2 separate regions of the Mus musculus genome follow, and region 1 is linked to region 2. The links are chromatin contacts, called in public Hi-C maps. All regions are on one chromosome and are shown on one strand. The core of a region is the stretch at or near the end of the contact, and the rest is flanking DNA. Distances in the headings are between cores, read along the strand shown. Region 1 overlaps Hdac4 (histone deacetylase 4). Region 2 has its middle 43 kb from the start of Twist2.

The links. Hi-C and Micro-C count contacts between places; a contact is called where the count stands out from the background.
Region 1: a Hi-C map of embryonic fibroblasts shows a contact between it and region 2, with 4 times the contacts expected there. The contact joins two enhancer-like sites. A contact is called at or near these places in 13 of 484 Hi-C or Micro-C datasets (the 3T3-L1 cell line, the C2C12 cell line, cerebral cortex and 7 more) and 3 of 9 other capture datasets (embryonic stem cells, embryonic tail and embryonic trunk).

Annotation. Positions count from the first base shown.
Region 1 is chr1:91,961,421-91,966,632 of GRCm38.p6, forward strand. Hdac4 (histone deacetylase 4) reads right to left here. Exons shown (of 27, transcript NM_207225.2): 17 at 3,360-3,406; 18 at 33-140. Among named protein-coding and RNA genes, the nearest start is that of Gm46242, 84 kb to the left of the region's middle. RefSeq lists an enhancer at 1,508-4,540. Within about 2 kb of position 2,426, at least 23 of the 459 cell types and tissues checked have an H3K27ac peak or open chromatin away from gene starts, as enhancers often do.
Region 2 is chr1:91,755,630-91,760,962 of GRCm38.p6, forward strand. No RefSeq gene overlaps it. Among named protein-coding and RNA genes, the nearest start is that of Twist2, 43 kb to the right of the region's middle. Within about 2 kb of position 1,857, at least 25 of the 459 cell types and tissues checked have an H3K27ac peak or open chromatin away from gene starts, as enhancers often do.

The DNA.
Region 1 (5,212 bases), core at 1,176-3,675, 210 kb after region 2:
TCGTGTGGCCTAGCTCCACGATGCTGACTGACCTTTAGCTCTCCCGTGGCCACCTTGAAGACCAGCTCCACTACACAGCCTACAGCCAGGCGGGCTGCCCCAGACGAGTGCACCTCATTCCATATGGTGTCGCTATCCACCTGTGGAGAAAACACTCCTCCAGTGAGCCACATCCTGTGTCACTATCACTGCTGTCACACATTTCTTTTTGAGATGTGCCAAATAGTAAACACACAAATAAAAGCAAATGACCAGAAATATCATGTTGTACCCACCAGTAACCCTTTCCTTTTAACTTGCTCTAACAGACCTGGGCTGACAGTGAGCATCCTAACCTACTGACTCCCTTACCATGCAAAGTGGAACTGGAGCTAAGAGTTATGCTAACAATCAGAAAATGAAACGGAACAGAAACTATAATGAGTGGTTCTATTATGCGTAGAATTTAACTGCAAGCCTACTAAGGACTGAGAGTAGTTACATGAGACCAGGACACAAGGCGTAAAAACGAACTCTTAGGTCTGTCCCAGGTAACAGAAAGGTGGCCTGTTAGCTTCCACTCAAAACAGAAAGCAGGGCCAACCATTTGTCTTACTGGCTTGGGCAAAGGAGAACACATTACCATTCTTTAAAATCACATTGGTATGTGTGTCCATGTGTGCACTTGCACATGTGTGTGTGTGTCCGTGTGTATACCTTCATCACCATCTGCTAACTGATACTGATCATCAGTAGAGAGGGAACAACTCTTTCCAGCTTTCCACAAGCTTCACTCTCAGAAATAGATGATTTAAACCTCTTTTATATGGGTGAAGATATTGCTGAGGTGGGTACCAAGCATGGGCTATATTCTTTAAATAGTTCTCAAATGTTAAAGGAATGCCTGAGAGGCATCACTATTCAAAGCCGAGACCCTGGCTTGTAGTCCTGTGCAGACCAGCTCTGGCTGGAGAATCACATCTTTACTATTGGCTCATTATAATATCAAAGGTGACAGACAGTGCAGCAGACATTACCAGCTGCCTTGTGACCCCCAGGGGGCAGCAGTGTCCTAGGCAGCCCAGCAGTGTCCAGGCCAGGCTGGAGGCTATAAGCTCAGTGATCATTTCCTTCCCATGTGTGAAGAAAAAGCCTAGCTTTATTTTATTTTTTTCTTTGTACTTTTTTGGTGGCTGGAGAGACAGCCATGGGTTCTGGGAACTTAACTCTTATGTTTTTGGTTGTGAGCCTAGCCTTTAAGGATGGAGTCATCTCTCCAGCTTGAGCTTGACTTTATTAAAGAGCATGTCTAAGACATGGGGAAGGGACTACACATGACATGTGCCAGTTCTTCCAGGACTCTCTGTAGACTACTCTCTGGGCATCACAGGTCAGTGTCTGTAACCTGACCAAGCTCCTTTCTGCAGAGAGGAAGGAATAAACCCCAGGATTCCAGGCTGCTATCATGGCAAGACTTTCTGCTATTTTGTCCCCAGTTATGTCTACCAGCTGCTTCCGTTAGGGTGGTGATGCTAACGGGAGCAAGAGGAAAGTGCTTTATAGGAAGTACAGACAGAAATATCTGGGAAATGAAGCTGAATACTGACAACGGAGCATGTGGCAAATCTGGGTGAGCCCTGGGAATGAGGGGCTCAAGTTGCAGTCGGAGGAGGTAGAAGCCAGCAGAAGCCAGCCTACATTTCCAGGCAGGGCAGGGCAGGAGCAGGAAGTCAAAGACACAGGCCTTTACTAGTCTCAAGTTCACAATAATGAGGTGAACAAAACAGAAGAGTTTTTATTTGGTTTGGAAAAAAAAGATCAAAAGTATTTCAAACTTTTACTTAACAGAGCGAATAAGGATTGGTTTTTTACATTCTAAAAGAACTACCATATGACAGAACTGGCAATGGGAAGCTGCTTCCAGGTACAGAGGGGCCTGCCCTTAGGTCCCCACTCCTCATCCCACACAGGTCTCAGATTTCCCATAGCATCTGCACTGCTCTTTCTGACACCTCAGTGGGTGGAGGGGGAGCGAGCCCTGGAAATCTTGGGAGGAAAACTGAGTCCATGGCTGTAGCAGAGACCCAAAGAGACACTAAGTCAGAGCTTCTGGGCTGCCTTGCTGCCTCTGGGCCTCCCTTCTGCAGGCTGGGCCCCATGGGCTCCCCTCACATCTGTTCAGTACGCCTGCATTCATTTGGCATGCCGGTTGGACCTCAGATCTGGGGTTAGTTGTGCAGGAGTCTGCCTGGGTTTGACCCCTAGGTCTGAGCTTGCATTTAGTTTTCATTTGCAAATTATAAATGCTGCCTCGCACAGGACCCTCTGGCTGCAGGGCAGTGCAAATCCAAATCTTTTCAAGTTGGGCCAAAAATTTGCCCTGAATTAAGAGATTGCAGCCTATTTACAATACAAAACAAAATAACTCCAGGAGAGCTTGGTGGTAGTATGAATAGATGCCATCATTCTCTTTCTGACGGGGCAATTTTCAAAGCAGCGATTTCTGTAAAGACTCAGGAAGAAAACAATTTTGTTTCATTTCCATAACAGAATCCAGACCTCAGCTTCACCTCACAATCTGTGATCAAACACAGCACAGGTTTTGCTAGGACAAGTTTGGCCATGTGTTGGCCCAACACACCAGGCGCTGTTGTGACTCTGAAGGTCAGAAGATCAGACAGGAGGCTTGGTCCCACTCTCTTATCCCAGGGGACAAGAGTACTGCAGAACCTCTGCCTCCTGAGGCCAATTTGGCAGCACAAGCTAAGGCTGTCTACACAGGTGGAGTAGATATCTTGACGGCTGCCTAGTTTTTTGTCATTTGTGTGTCTGAGTCTGTTCTCCAAGTGACTAGCTACTCGTATCACCTGGTTATAGAAATGCAAGGCCACCATAAACCAGAGAATGTCTTACAAATGTCATCTGACCCATGGATGCTCTGGTCACTGCACAGAAAACTATCTGGAGTACAAACTAGAGCGTGGCAAGAAAAGTCCACAATTCCCTAAGAGGCCTCTGTGGCCTGTATGGACAAGCATGTAGCACTGCTGTGAACGTACGCCATGAGGCACAGTGTACACATGAGGTGCGTAAGAGCTGTGGCCTAGTAAGATGCATTGTTAGACAACCTTCCCCAAAGAAAGGTGCCTGAGTTCCGTGAAAAAAAAACAAAAAAAACAAAAAAAACAAAAAAACCAAAAAAAACCAAAAACGCTCTCAGTCCCTTTGAAGCCCCAGATGGCCCCGCCCACCCCATAGTACTGTTTATGGAAAACACCTGGCAGCCATTACCCACTCGAGAGAGCAAGGCAATGATTTCTGTGACCACTGAGGCCCTGAGAACAAACAGGACATTATTTACACATTAAAGAAATGCTTACCCCAACACCACCACAAGGAAGCCTGACGAACACTGAGGTCAGCGAGCCTGTGGGGAGAAGGACAGGGTCAGAAGATCAGGGTAGCACTGGCTCTGTGAGTGCCCAGTCTGAAAAGCATGCTGTGGACCCTAGGACAAGACTGGTTCTTAGAGTCCCACAGGCTCTGCTGCAAGACTCTACCACCAGGCAGCAAGGGCAAGGAGAGTGGCTCTGCCAGAGTCTGAAAGGAAGCAGCGTTTTATGGGTAGGCAGCCACAGGAGGTGGGAGTGGGCCCCTGAGGAGTTGGCACAGCCTTGCACAGTCCAGACACCATGCTGCCCATACATCTTGTGGGTAGGGGAGCTTGTTTGTACCTGACAGTGTTCCTATTACAGAACAGAACCTCTTCTGTTGAGGGCTGGCAGATCTAGGGGTTAGGGGAGGCTGGTTGTGTTTACATATCTGGCTGGAGTTCCTAGCATGGATCTGAGTAAACTCGCCCACTCCTGGCCTGCAGCTAAATGCACTAAGCCATTATGGACAGTGCAGGAACAAGGACATGCCTGCATATTTCCTGCTACTATGAGTCCTCAAATTCACAGCTCTGTGTGGCCTTCCACTTCCTATTGTTTCTTGATGGCTAGGGCACTTGGTTCCTGCCTGGGCCAGCTTCTTACTATCCCTGCCATTCTCCTTAAATGGACGAACACCCACAGCCTAGGTCCAGGTCTTGGTCTTTATTTGCATATAAAAACATGGGAGGCAGAACAGGAACAGTAAATCCATCTTTCCTTCAGTGAGAGGTGGGCAACAAATTCAAATGTTTTAAGCTTTGCATACTTAGGTTCTTGCAGCAGAGGGGAATCTCCAGGGGGTTAAGAGTTGGCCATGTGGGGGATGGAGAGCTCCTCTGCCCAGACACTGAGACTTCCTTCAGGAAATGCATACTGCTTATGTGGTAGCCAGGGCTATGGAAGTATATCTCCCTTTGAAATTATAGCCAACACTGTGTATGTTATAGATGTCAATCACTGGAATATTGTCATGTTCATAATCCAGCCAGCAAAAAAGGACAAGGGAACTTTATCCTCTATTAAGCACAGAAAGCACACTTGAGTAGGAGGTAGGGCATCCTGTTCATGACAAGGATGAGCTTGGGTGTCTATTGTTAGTTTATTCAAGGGTCCCTGCTCTAGACTGATTATCTTTCATGTCATCATGCCAGCTTGGGCCACAGCCTAGCTCTAGCTGTTGGTGGTTTGGGGTCACAACTGCTTCAATCAGGCTGCACAACGCGCATGACGTCTAGCCTTAAGGACTATGTCCACTCACAGCAGAAGGAGGGCTGATGTTTTAGGGTGTGGATGAGGTAGGAGAGGTAACTCACACTCTCTGTGAGAGCCAGGCTTTCAGAGGTCTGCTTAGCCTGCTTTAGAGTCACCCACGCCAGGTTCTCCTCTCCAGCACGGCTGTTAGGCCCCTCCTTGTCTCTAGGGATGGCATCCAGCCCACCACACCTGCCACTCACTTCAGTCCTATGTGGAAAGGCACATCAGTGAAGAACTACAAATGGCCTTTGTACACAGCAGAGAAACGTGTGGATTGAAAAAGGAAAGAAAAGCACAGCAGTATTTAAACATCTAATTAGGGCTATGTTAACAGGGCTTGGGATAACTGCTATTACAATGTTTCAAGTACTTAGGTCAAAGACATTTGTGTAGGTCTGTGGTGAGGACGCTGTAGAAACTTAAGCGTGGGTCTTGGGGGTTAGGTGGTGATGGAGCAGGTACTTTCTGCAGTGTCAATGTGCGAAGCTTAGCAGGAAGGAAAAAGTGAGCTATGGGCACCAACTGCGTCCAGCGACACAGGTGTA
Region 2 (5,333 bases), core at 607-3,106:
TATGCAACACCTGCCCCCCAACTAGTCTTACTAACACCACTTTCTCTCAGATACCCTGAATTGCTTTTGTTTAGCTAAGGTACTAGTTAGTAGGGGCTACTTGGAGGCTCAGGAGCAGGTGACAAATGCAGGTTTTCTTGTGTTTGTGTTATTAGTTAGTGTGAGGTTAAAATGTTATTTCTATTTTATTGTGATAGAATATAACAGACACACACACACACACACACACACACAATGGTATTTCCCATGCTACCCATTTTTAAGTACACAGTTCAATGCACCGACCACACTCACTCATAATGATGATTTCTGAGGAGCTATCACTACTCAGAAATCTTCCCAGGCTAAGCCCAACTCCATTCGACACAAACCGCTGGTCTCCCGCTCAGCCCCGGAAACCTGCCATCCTACTTTGATATAAAGAACTTTCGGGACATCACACACATGATGCCACATGGTATTTATTTACATCCTCACATTCTGATCTCTTGAGACACTGTCTTAAGTGTGTGTGCTCACTATGAAGTCCATGCTGACCCCAACTTTGCAGTAATCCCCCTGCCTCAGCCTTCAGAGCTCTGGGATTAGCGGCCCGCACACCACCATACCCTGTGATAGTCACTGGCAGCATTTATCATTTGTATATTGCTTATTTCCTGGAATACAGCATCTTCTCCATGTTACAACCTGCACTAGAATTCCTCCCCACTTTAAGCACAAACATTTCGTTATCCTGTAATGACTCCTATTTATTGGCTCCCTATTTGGTCACTGGGTTACTTCTGCAGCAGCAAGCAGGGTGCTGCTGGAGGACCGTGCACCTGCTCAGCGGAGTTCGGTGGCTGGAGAGTTCCACACTTTTGCCTAAAATGGGTCTGTGTCCTTGTGGAGGAGGGTGTTCGACAGGCCTGGGCTTCTCAAGGCATTTTATCATGGCTATCATCTGGGCTTACAGAGATTTGGGGGGTAACCTAAAACATTGCTCCTATCCTGGGCTCTTTTGACTAGGCCATGGCTGGGGCTAAATTCCCAGCCAGATGATATTTGTAATCTAGATTTGAACTCAGAAGGATCGGGAAGCCAGAAGTCCCTGTCTTTAGGGTAGATTTTAAAATGCAGGAAACATGCTGGTTTGTGGGGAAAGGACTCCTAAACTAGCAGGTATCAGGGGGAATTTTCGGGTCTGGTGTGGTTACCGCTGAGGTCGGGAAGCCCAGTGTGACCACAAAACTCGGCATGTTCTGTCACTCTCTGCCTTTCCCCTTTGTTGACTTTTCAGGAAAAATACAAAATGCACTCTCTGTTACTGCTGGGTTTGGGCTGAACTTCCCAGCCCCACTTTCCAGGGAGGCCCAGGGTCCCATGATTGAGGGCTTTGAGAACATCCCCCCTGATTAGCTCTAATCAATGGTGAGCGAGGGTCACGGTGGGTGTCAGTCTTTGCTTGTGCCTGTGTCTGCAGCCTTGGTGTTTGGAACCTTGGTGGACTCAAAAGTGCTCTCTCCCTCCACAGCACTTGTGTAAGCCTGGCCACTTCCCTCAACGCGTAATTACAGCCCAAAGCTAAATTCAATCATGTACCTCCAGCTTGTTCCCTGCCTCCTGGAAAGCTTACTTTTCTGAATCCTGAAAAAAAAAAAAAAAAGCCATTTTTCCACCCAGCCAGCCTGTCTGTGTCCTTCCAGATCTGCCAAATGTCTTCTTCTCTCCAGTTTACAAAGAGGCCAACTCCTCGGTGCTCTGCGCAGCCCAGGCCAGGCTCTGGGGTCACAGGGATCAGGGCAGGAGCCAGCTCCACACGGTGCTGATGTACAGTGTCCGATCCCTGAAAGGCTGCAGTAGACCCTCAGAAGGTTACCTAGAGTTCAGTGGCGTCACTCAAACAGCAAATAGGTGAGCGGCGCCGTAAAACACAACGAGGAAGCTCACAGACCGCAGATTTTCGAGAACTCCAGCAAATAGCTTCGGAAAATGAAAGTGCCATAAAGAGATCTTTCCACGGGGGACCAGGACGTGTTGTGTGAACTGGATGGCGGCACAGAACTCGAAACTTTGATAGCCTTGACCTGTTCTAAGCGACAGCCTTGGTTAGTTAGGGCAGGATTTTTCTTTTGAACAAACTTTAAGGTTTTTTTTTCCCCCCTAAGTGCTGTTCCGCTTAAGTCTCTTAAAACATAGTTTTAAAATTGAAAGTGTGCTCTGGAAACAAGTCCATAACTTCTAATAAACTTGACACAGACCATTTTGTAGTTAACAGAATTCTTTTTTTTTTTAATTACTTTTTAATTTTCACTTATTTGAGCTGTTTTGGAAATGGAAGTGGATTGAATTAAGTCAAAATGAATTTCTTCGCTATCGCTGCTGCTAAGGAGGCACCAACGCCTTTCCGAGCAATTTCACATTTAATTAAAAATTAAAACTTATTTCAAATTACACAGGGAAGGATGCTAGTTAAATAACAGAGTTTTCTTTCTTTTTTTATGGTTCCTGGGTAAAGTGTGGGTATTCTCAACTCTTTAATGCAGCTATCTAAATAAATAAAAGCACTGAGAAAGTTGATAAATCTGGTGTCAACCTTAGTATAATTTCATTTTCACAATCTTGCCTTTAAAAACAAACCAAAAAAACCCCAATGAGCACACAAACCCTAAAGCTCTGGTTTTAATGAAACCTCTCCCAACCCTCACTCTCAGCAGATCTAAGAGGTAAAGATAATTCTGACTGCTGTTTCCTAACTTCCAAGACAACACCTCTGACGTGGCACAGTGGGATCTTTGTTTTGTGTTTTTTTTTTTTTTTTTTTTTTTTTTTTTTTTTTTTAATGAAAATCCCTATCTCAGGCTCCTGGCTTTTCCTGAATTTGTCTAGATAAAGTCGAAGAGGAAAAGTTCTTCCCATCTACAATTTTCTTAGGTTATAGAGCGCTTATAAATCTGCCTTACGTTAATGCTAGGAATAACGAATAACGTTGGAGGTCTGAAACATCTCTACAGTTGCGAATGACCTCTTTCTCTGGCCATTGAGCAGGTGGAAATTATACACAATGCCTGCTCCTGGTTTTCACTCAGACACAGACAAACACGAGCAGCACAAAGCTGAGCATTTGTTCTGAACTGCAGACGCAGTGTTTAAACAATGCATGGGTTTTACTCATTAGCTTGTATAAAAAGGAGGTTGTGGAAACGCTGAGCTTGGCTGACCGAGTTCCTTCCTAAATCTCGTGACGGGAAGTATATTGTATAATTAGGAAACAATATACAGCCGACAGCTTTAAGAAGCTAATTTGAAGCAATATGCCACTTGACAGTCCCTCTTTGAAGGATAAAATGCACCAAGCCAGCCACAGCCTAACCTTTTGTGGGCCAGTGGTGCTGGAGGCTGAGAAAGAATCAGTGCCCTATGGTTTGGGCCCCATCCGCTGGCTGCCTTGCTCTAAGCCCCTCTGGTCTCCTGCTCCTTGCCTGTACCTAGAGCTGAGTTATTGCTGCAGGCTGCACGGCCTTGGATTGTGTCACCCCAGTGTCTCCAGCAGATTTATAACCTGACCATCCTCTGCCCAAACCCAGCTGACACTGCCATATCACCTCTGTCTCCAGGTTGGCTGCATCCTCTGAGGGACTCAGATGGTTGAACTCCCTGTGGCCTTGTCACTTGAGCCAAGTCCCAGGGGATCACTGTGCCAAAGCCCTGCAGGTGTGTGCCTTGCTCTTAGTTTCAAACAACCGATGCCAAGATTTCTGTGCAATTAGCCAGGGTTCCTTACTCTCCTTTAATCAGTTGCTCACACCTTCTTGGCTGTTGAATATCACAATATCATGGCAAGCTTGGCTACAAATGGGGGGGGGGGGGCGGACCTGGCTCTTGAAATGATTAAGAGCAAAACTCTGTTTAGTAACAAACGTAAAAATGTGTCATTCCATATAGAAGGACTTTCTATAACAGTAACAAAAAATATCGATACTGTCTGGTTTATGATTTGTTCTAGTCGTGGGGAATTTTATTTTGACAAAGAAACATTGTGTCTTTTGTTTATTTTCACTCATCTGATGGAAGACAAAATATACACCAATCTTTTACCCAAGGGCAATTGGTCCCAGACTCATTTCACAAAATGTTGAACCTATAGACTTAAAAAAAAAAAAAGAAGAAAGAAAGAAAGAAAGAAAAGAAAGAAAAAGGAAAAAAAAAAAAAGAAAAGAAAAAAAAAAGGAGCCTATGCCTCTCCGAATGACAGCCATTAAGTCGTAAACACGGCTTAGATGTTATTTTCCTCCAGCAAATAACCATCATTTTCTAGAAATCTAATTCTTTAGGTAATTAAAGTTACTTACTTATTTAAGGACTTAAATGTGCTTTAGCATTTTAAATGCTCTTAGTATCTGTGTAAAATTCAATATTTGGGGCCCGGTGTTGCATTTAGCGGCACACTATAATTTTACCGGCTGTGTAACGCACGCTGGTGCTCTTGTAATCATAGTGTAAAAAGGCTGGTATGCCCAGGGAAAGGCGTGGGGGGCAATCTGGGCTTCACCAGGCTGGGGCTTTTCTTGCCCTGGAGTCCTTCAGCATCTCCAAACGAGTGTCAAAGCTTGATTTCTTACAAGTGCGGCTGAGAGTGGGTCTCCCAGCGTGTTTATTGATACAGAATGTTAGAGCTGACAGACGGGCCTTTGCGTATGATCAAGCGACTTTCTGTGCAAATCTTATGGAATGTGGCATTCCAGACTTTAAAGGGAAGGAGAGGTCGTCATGGCAACGGCACATGGGGGCTGGAGATGGGGGGCTCCCCTTGGGAGCTCAAAGGCCGGGCAGAATTTTAAGCATTTGCAACTTAAAAAAAGAAGAAGAGGAAATCTGCACAGCTCTGCCAAATATGTCTCCAGAAATGGAACATGGTGAGAGGGCCCTCAGAAAGACCCAAATAAACACAGCTCTGGGCCCCCACAGTGGGGCTGAAGAAGCCAAGGCTGGTTGAACACACTGCAGGGCCTGGGCTTGAGCTTCTGTGGATGTTCTAGAAGGAAGAGACCTTATGAGAGAGACCAGTAACCCGCCAACAAGTGTCCTAGGCCTGACCACACACACTCCAATGTCTCCAGATAGAGAAAGCAGTCTGACTGTAGGTAAGCCTAAGGCTGGCTCTGTGTACCCCTTTGTCTCTTCCTAGATTGCACCAGACCCACCAACTCTAGGCGGTGGCTCTCTATGCAGTCACAAGCCTGTGCTGGGTAGTCTGTTAATTGCTAGAATCCTAAAAACCAATCCAAAGAGAATCGAGTATAAAAAAATGACCATAACCAATAGATTTGCGTCCATAGCATCTACAAGAAGAA